3 separate regions of the Mus musculus genome follow, and regions 2 and 3 are each linked to region 1. Evidence: chromatin contacts called from public Hi-C and HiChIP or PLAC-seq data. All regions are on one chromosome and are shown on one strand. Each heading gives the region's core, a stretch centred on a gene start, on an enhancer-like site or on the middle of the called end of the contact. The rest is flanking DNA. Distances are from core to core; before and after follow the strand shown.

Region 1 (2,686 bases), core at 118-2,617:
ATGGGGTGTCCCACATCCACTCCGCCACAGGGCTCGGGACATGGGTGGAGGTGGGACACAGGAGTTTTGATTGTGCTTACCCCACGCTGGCGCCGGGCGGGTGTCAGGCTATGGGAAGCTTCAGGACACCCCTTTTGGGGGTGGGGGAGCGCAGTCCAGGGGACAGCCGGAGCTGGCTAGGGGATCTCCGGGCCTGTGTGGAGGACTGGGCTGTCTGGTTCTCAGGCTCTTGGATATCCAAGCACCACTGGGAGCCACAGAAGAGCTGAGAACGGAGTGGGGTCCCAGGGGCTGGATCTAGCCTGGAGCTGAAGGGGAAAAGAGGGGAGAACTCCTTGCTAGGTCCTGCGGGGAGGAGAGAGCCCTTGGCTTGTTTGGCTTGGCTTGGTGGGGACGGAGGCTGGGAGCACTGAGAAACCTTCTGTGGGAGATTAGGCAGCCGGCTCTTTAGGCAAAGGCCTGTTCCATTGCTCCCCATGGTGGATCCTGATGAAAAAGAGTGTCCATGGTTTTAAGACATTCATTGTCAATGGTGGAAAGTGGATGACTGAAAACCATACCGTACTTCTCAGGGCGGGCCTGAGGTTAAATACCTTTTGCAGGGAGGAGTGTCTGGGAAGGGGAGTTTATTGGCTCCAGGCCTTTAGGTACCTCACTAAAATGGAGATCTGTCTTGAGGCTGTGTGACCACAAGTCAGTCACATCTTCTACCTGTGGAGGGGCTTGGGGCATTGCCCTTATGTGACTGAAGGACACCAATCTATGGAGGGCTGCGGCCTCATGTTAGGAGCCTAGTGTCCTGGAGTGCGTCCTAGTACCATCCCTACAGGGTCACCGGGATTTCAAGCCTGTGCTCGACCAGGAACCAGGCTGCCTTTCACGGACCAACAACATCCTGGCACTTGGGAGGTAGAGGCAAGAGGGCCAGAAGTTCAAGGTTACTTAGGGGTTTGAGACCAGCTTGAGCTACACGAGAAACTGTCAAAAACTAACACAAAGGAGTGTTTTGCCTTCACTCAAACTTCCTTGACCTGGGTAGGACTCAGCATCTGTGTTTTATAAGCCTCCTAGGGTGGTGTGTGTGTGTGTGTGTGTGTGTGTGTGTGTATGTGTATGTGTGTCCAGTGCTTACTTCCTGGCTTCCATGGACTTGAAGGTGGGTGCAGGGTGGAGCTTCTAGGGTAGGTGGGTTCTACTCAAGTCTGGAAGGAAGGTGTGGAGAACTCCCCTGAGGCCTCTCCAAGGCCGAGTTGCTCTTTCACAGTTGGCTCTGAGCCTGCAGATTCTTTCCTCCAAACAATGCCTGCTTCTCTGCATTCTTGTTCCCCGAGGCTGTGCTCAAACAATGGGGCTCTTTCTTCTCCATTGGAGTCTGCCCCGTGGGCCTTATGGGTGCTGTCTGCCTGATTTTATCTCATGTTGACTGTTATTATACTGTGATAGCCTGGCTGGGCTTTTCATTGTGGGGATAAAGGGAAACAATCTGTCTACCATCCCTAAGATTCACTCTGAGAGAATGCCAGGCCCAGAATAAGGGATGGGATTGGTGGTGTGGGTAGGATGTGTGTGTGTGTGGGTGTGTGGGTGTGTGTGGGTGTGTGTGTGTGTGTGTCCGTCCTGGAGCACACTGAAGTGGTGTGCTGCTATAGCAGTGATGGCAGGTGGCGTTTGCTCTGTACCAAGTACTGTGCTAAGCACTTTGGCATGATCGTGGGATAATTTAGTTTTAGTCCACCCTTTGACTAGAGAGTCTCAGTTTGATCCTTTGACTTATCTGGTGTCCCGGCCCAGGAAACTGAGGCAAGAAAGGGCAGGTGCACGCTGGATAGCAAGCAACTTCTATTTTATTCTAGCATCATGGGTAGCCATGGGTTATTGAGGAATAACCTGGCCCCTGTGTAGTTTGGATATAGGTTGATGTGCACGGGGTTGGGGTGGGGGTGTGTGGAGAGGTGGGGATGGGATATTTAAAGGTGTGGCCTATGGAATGTGTGAAAAGAACCCAGAGCAGCATTGTGGGACCCTTGAGCATTTTGGGTAGCCACAACATGTCCAATCTGGGACATAGAGCCTTGAGAACTGTGGCCCACAGGGAGCTTGTTTCTTTATAAGCTGCCCAGCCTCGAGTGTTTCATTGTGGTAACCAAATATGGACTAGTACCTCAGGCCACCTGCTGCCCGAGCCTGGGATTTCACAGACCTCACCTGCTTCCTGGCAGAAGAAATGTTCCACAGAAAAGTTGATCCCTAATTCATATGTGCACACGTGTGTGTAGAGACCATGTGTGCACATGTGTGTAGAGACCAGATCTCACCCTCAGCTGTTGTTCCTTGGTCCCTCTCTATCTTGTTTTGCAGAGAAGATCTCTCATTGGTCCAGAGCTCATCAAGCAGGCTGGACTGAGCTTCAGGGACTCACCATTCCTGGGCTCTCTCACCATGTGTGCCATGGTGTCTGGCTTTTTACATGGGCACTGGGGATTGAATTCAGGACCTTGCAAAGTGAGCCCTTTGCCAGCTGAGCTTCTCCAGCCTCCTTAGTATTTGTTTTTGTTTTTGTTTTTGTTTTTGTTTTTCTTTTTTTTTTTTTTTTGGGGTTTTTCGAGACAGGGTTTCTCTGTATAGCCCTGGCTGTCCTGGAACTCACTTTGTAGACCAGGCTGGCCTCGAACTCAGAAATCCACCT
Region 2 (2,686 bases), core at 121-2,620, 600 kb before region 1:
CAGTAAGATTTCTCAAAGAGGGGAGGAGTTTATAGACAGGAGGCCAGCAGTGTGTGTGTCCCTGGGGAAAGCTGGGAATGATTTCTGAGCCACATGACTAGGGAGAGAAAAGATTGGTTAGGAGCAGCCTGGCTAGGTCAGACTGCAGATGCTGGGGCAGACTGGAGGATCTGTCACATCCACAGCAGGTAGCTCCTTTTCACCTCCAAGGAAACCAAGTTCCTGCCCACAACCTCTGCAGGGCTGAATACAGGTATTTGTATAAGGTTTTCAAAGATGTTGTTTATAACAGCAGCAACAACAAAAAGCCCAACAATATTGTGCACTGATGTTTAATGAGCCCTGAGTTTCCAGCATTTCTCACATCTACAAAATCACATTCGGGCCCTGGGATCCCATATCCAATAGCTGCTGTGATGTCCAGGGAGACAGAATCTACAAACTTTTAAGTATCAGTCACCACTAGCTTCAGGGTTTAGCACCCCTGCTCAGCCATGAGAATGTAGCCAATCTAGGATGGGACGAGGTCCTTTACTCTATGGAAGGTCCCAAAACAGAAACCCACCCTGGCTTCTCTTGAGAATTTACAATGTATGTTTAAAGAGAACGTTCTGGAAACAGTGTTTCAGTGACTCTTAACCAGTGGCTGTAAGTCAGAGAACTGTGGAAGGCAGCCCAGGGGACCTGCTGGGAGGGGACAGGGTCTTTCTCCATCCTGCTGGGAGGGGACAGGGTCTGTCTTTCTTGATCTGGACCTCATGTTTGCTCCTGGGTGGTTCTCTGCATGGGCTGCTTTTCTCTCTCTGTTCTTTCATTTATTTGCTTCTGGTCAGGGTCTCATGCACCCCAGGCTGCCCTTGAGCTTCCTACATAGCCAAGGATAGTCTTGAACTCCTGATCCATCTGCCTCTACCTCCCATGTGCTAGGACTACAGACATGAGCCACTACACAGTTTATGCATTGTTGAGATTCGAACCCAGGGCTCCAAATATGCTAGATCTCTTTATATTACAGGTGGGATTCATTTGTTGACCATGCTAACCCCATGTCCCTGAGAGGGACTACTATTACAGGGTACAGCCTTGTGTGAAGGTGAAGGTAATTTCAGCGCCAGCCGTGAGTCAGGCATAGGTCTACATTCCAGAGAGCAGAGTCAGAGCCCGTGCTGGAGAAGAGAACTCCTGGGCCTTGGCCTGAGTTCCTACTTCTCTGCTCAGCTCATGATCCCTCCTCACATCCCACAGTCACAAGGCCAGGCTTCTAGAAAAGCCCCCCTCCCCCATGTTTTATCTGGCAGAACACTGGGACAATAACTGGACTAGCTTCAACTGACCAGGAAACCAAAGCCCTACAGAAAGACGCCTCATGAGTCCTGCCAAACTTCGTGTTCCCTGCCAGTCCCGGGCTGGCTGGACAAACAGCCTTGCCAGGGTTTGCATTTGTGAGGAGGGCGAATGTGCTGTGTGGAACCACAGAATGGAAGTTATGTACTTTCGGGGAAACAGTACAAGCAAACTCAGGCTCGGTTTCCATTATGCGGCTTCTGAAAGGGCTTCACCTCCTGCGTGGAAGGGAGTGGGCTCTGGGGCAACAAAGGCGTTGCCTCTGTGGCTTTTCTGAAGCAGTATGTGTGTGCTTGTCAAAACATACCTTTCCTGCGAACTTTGAAGACAGGGTCTGTCTGCCTGCCAGAAAGGGGAAGAGAGAAAATTCCACTCTGCAGCCCCTTTGGCCTGTGCACAGGGCAGGATCCTCTCTCACAAAGGCATTCCTTCACAGTTGCAAAGCCAGCTTCCCCAGAGATTTCCCACCACCGCAGTCTGACTGGGTCTGGAGGGTGGAGAGCTGGCACAGGGATGTTTTCTCCATCATGAAACAGAAAGGTAAATAAAGCTCTGCTCCGTGGAGGGCCAGGGCCCCCAGGGCTTAGGGAATTGTGAAGCAAGTGTCCGTTAAAAACTCCTCCTTTCTGTGGCTGCAATCATCCCCTTCAACTGCTGTAGCCCCTCTGATAGGAGTAGGGAAACCTCCGAATTGGGAGATAACCTGGGCCTGTAGCTGGAGCAGAGCTTTCAAACCCCACATGGCATCGAATCAGCAGATTGTCTGTCCAGACCTCCCTATCTTAGAAGTTTGATCTGCAGTCAGCCTCTCTCTGGAGTCACAAGAGGACCTCCAATCAAAGCAAAGTTCCAGTCAGGTGGGACCCTATCTACAGTACACAGCACAGGCATTCCCTCCTACTACTCAGTGGCCCCATTTCCTTGCTGGCTCCAGATTCTCAGCTCATAATTAGGGCTGAGGGTGAGGGAGATAGCAGTTAAGTATCTCCTGTGCAAGCCTAAAGACTTGAGGTCAGCCTCCAAAAATCAGGCACAGAAGCGAACATCTGTAATCCCCGTGCTGAAGGGGCAGGGCTGACACAGGAGCAGTCCAGGACCCTCCTGGACAGCCAGTCTTGCTGAAATTGGTGAACTTTCAGTTCAAAGAGAGACCTTGTCTCCAAAAGTAAAGATGGATGTCATTTGAGAAAGACATCTGGGATGCTGGCCTCTGGCATTCATGCATACATATGCATACATACATGCATACATATGCATACATACATGCAAACAAGCACACACATGTATACACATACACAGGAAATAATAAAAAAAAGAAAAACAAACTGCTTTGATTAATGTC
Region 3 (2,686 bases), core at 128-2,627, 560 kb before region 1:
AACTCCAAAATCCTAGCGATGGTGCTCTGAGGAGGCTGAGAGGGGACCTACAGATACTCTTCATTTCACGACAAGGTTAAGGGCCGTGTTCTGTCGGGCTTCCCCTGAATCAGAGAAGAAGGGCTTGGTCAGGTGACCTCTGGGGCGGGGGGGGGGGGGTGTCTCAGAACTCGGGGAAGGGAGAAGGATCCACTGAATGTAGCATCAAGGTGCCTGCTATGGGCAAGGGCCCAACCTCTGGTCCTTACCTTCTAGAATATTCCAACCAGAGAATGGAGGCAGGGTATCTGCCTACTAGATAAAGGGGTCTGTGGTGTTCCTTGTCTCTGCACTATAGACTGTTGACCGACTTGAAGTCTGAGTGAGCTCCTAGCTTCAGATAGGGAAGTAAACTGGGGTCAAGGAGGGGGGCCTTTGTGTTTGAGAATGAGGCTAATGTGCAAACCAGAGATGTAACAAAGCCAGAGGTAAATGACTATGTCACAGGTGCCCAAAGCCACTGGCAAGTAGGGATTCTGAGTCCCCCATCCCTCGCTGTGCCTAGGGTAGTGCTCCCCGGTGGATCATCTGCTCATTGCAGCCTAAGCCAGAGGACAGAGCCTTTCAGAAATGGACCACTTTCCATCTTCCTTCTGGCCTGTTAGGTTGCCCATGCCCTCCCTCTGCAGACACCTATGTTGAGGGATACTTTGTAACCTCAAATGACCCCAAACAAGTCTCTTCTCCCAGTGCACATTACAGCTGCAGAGATGGCTCAGAGAGTAAGAACGTTTGCTGCACAAGTGGGAGAACCTGAGTTCCAATCCCTAGAACCCACATAAAAAGCCACGCCTGGCTACACACAGGCCCATAATGCCAGCCTGGACTGTGGGTAGCAGAGGCCGGAGGATCACTGGGTCTGCTGACAGAGAAGGAGGGCCTACCTCCCCCACCCCCCAGAGAGAGAGACAGAGAGATACAGAACCACATTCACACAAACACACAAAGAGACAGATACAGACAGACAGACAGACAGACACGTGTACACACACAGGGAACATTGCAGATGACTACAAATCATCACCTCACCTCACTGGAATCTTTTTTTCTGTGGGTCTCACCTGGCTCACAGGCCAGCAAGACACCCCCTCAGCCAGGTTCAGTACTACCCTGGGTTACCAGTGCCCCTAAACTTGCCCTGCTTGTTTGTGTGTTTGCTGTGCCTTTCTGTGCAGAGGAACTTGCACAGGACAGAACTATATGTTTAGTTTATTCACGGGGTCGAAGGTCCTGTCTGGAAGCAGCAAATATTTGTAGAAACAAAGGAGGGAGGGAAAGGGGAAGTGGGGAGAGGAGGTGGTTGCCAGGAGATAAAGCAACTGGCTTGTGTCACAGTTGCCAAAGATAAGTCACCTGACACACATGGGAATTCCCAGAACAACCATGCACAGAGATACTTAACTCAGTCTATTGCAAAACTCACTACTTACTTGGGCATTTTGACTTTTATTATTGTTTGAGATACTCCAAGGGAGAGTGACTCAGACCACCAGGTGACTTGGCTGTGGTTTCCTGTGAGTCAAGCCTGCTAGTCAGCTCCAGACAGAGGTGAACAGGAAACTAGGCCAGAGAAAAGCTAGAGAAACCAAGAGCAGCAGACACACAGACATGCAGGCGGCTTCCAGCCTGGGCACTCGGGCCAAAAGGGCAGACAAACTGTAAACCCCAGACACTCGTGCCCTGAGTGGGCACAGCTATTCTTTTTTTTCTTTTTTCTTTTTTTTTTAAATCATATAGTACAGCATTTACCTTTGCAAGCCCTTCAAGATGTGTTTTGTTGTTTATTTTGTTTAAAAACAAACAAACCAGGTCTGGGCTAAAGGCTACCAGCTTTGATAACCCACAGAGAAAGGGAGGTAGCCGCTGTATTGTGAGGTGAGTGCTCAAAATGACCCTGGAGAGCAGTGCCAAACACAGCAAGGAGTGTTTTAGACTTGTCCCGCCAGTGCGTGCCTCACTGCATCCCGCCAACCTCGCAGTCCAAACGGTCCTCTTTCAGAAACTTCTCTATTTCAGGCCAAGGGAGGAGCAGGAGGAGGAGGAGGAGGAGGAGGAGGAGGAGGAGGAGGAGGAGCAGGAGCAGGAGCAGGAGCAGGAGCAGGAGCAGGAGCAGGAGCAGGAGCAGGAGGAGCAGGAGCAGGAGGAGCAGGAGGAGCAGGAGGAGCAGGAGGAGCAGGAGCAGGAGCAGGAGCAGGAGCAGGAGCAGGAGCAGGAGCAGGAGCAGGAGGCCAGAAGCCGGTGCCCTCTGGGCCGACTGCAAAGGTCCTCCCTAAAGCGTTCCAAGAAGGCTTACACGGGAAAGGAGGAGCTCTGGGATCAGAGTCCAGACTCGGCACAGCTATTCTTACATCAACCTGAAGGCGTAGGCGAGGACGACTGGAGGACTGGCCACATCCTTTCCAGAGCAGGGCTGGCCTAACAGAGGATGCAGGGAGAGCAGTGAGAGGAAGCTAGCCCGCTGCTTTTTTTGTTTTTGTTTTTCTTCAGTATTGGGATTAAAAAAACCAACCAACCAACCAAACCATGATTGTTCTGATACCACGTCTCTTCCCCTCCTGCCTTTTGCGTCCTTTCCCCCTTTGCCAGCGCCTGTCTTACCAACCCTCATCCATGTCAGTGACAGAGTGTCACTGGTGTATTCCACCTC

What was found. Hi-C and Micro-C count contacts between places; a contact is called where the count stands out from the background. HiChIP or PLAC-seq counts read pairs in DNA pulled down with a chosen protein or histone mark.
Region 2: a Hi-C map of Sertoli cells shows a contact between it and region 1, with 6 times the contacts expected there. The contact joins two enhancer-like sites. A contact is called at or near these places in 1 of 484 Hi-C or Micro-C datasets (Sertoli cells) and 2 of 115 datasets of contacts at active chromatin or transcription factors (embryonic stem cells and pancreatic cancer cells).
Region 3: a contact with region 1 is called in a FOXA1 HiChIP or PLAC-seq map of pancreatic cancer cells. The contact joins two enhancer-like sites. A contact is called at or near these places in 2 of 115 datasets of contacts at active chromatin or transcription factors (embryonic stem cells and pancreatic cancer cells).

What each region holds. Positions count from the first base shown.
Region 1 is chr9:121,336,509-121,339,194 of GRCm38.p6, forward strand. It overlaps a transcript of Trak1 not described here. Among named protein-coding and RNA genes, the nearest start is that of Trak1, 29 kb to the right of the region's middle. Within about 2 kb of position 1,368, at least 106 of the 459 cell types and tissues checked have an H3K27ac peak or open chromatin away from gene starts, as enhancers often do. A contact at or near this core is called in Sertoli cells and pancreatic cancer cells, where this site is marked.
Region 2 is chr9:120,738,116-120,740,801 of GRCm38.p6, forward strand. No RefSeq gene overlaps it. Among named protein-coding and RNA genes, the nearest start is that of Gm39458, 64 kb to the left of the region's middle. Within about 2 kb of position 1,371, at least 178 of the 459 cell types and tissues checked have an H3K27ac peak or open chromatin away from gene starts, as enhancers often do. A contact at or near this core is called in Sertoli cells and pancreatic cancer cells, where this site is marked.
Region 3 is chr9:120,775,299-120,777,984 of GRCm38.p6, forward strand. No RefSeq gene overlaps it. Among named protein-coding and RNA genes, the nearest start is that of Gm39459, 58 kb to the right of the region's middle. Within about 2 kb of position 1,378, at least 200 of the 459 cell types and tissues checked have an H3K27ac peak or open chromatin away from gene starts, as enhancers often do. A contact at or near this core is called in pancreatic cancer cells, where this site is marked.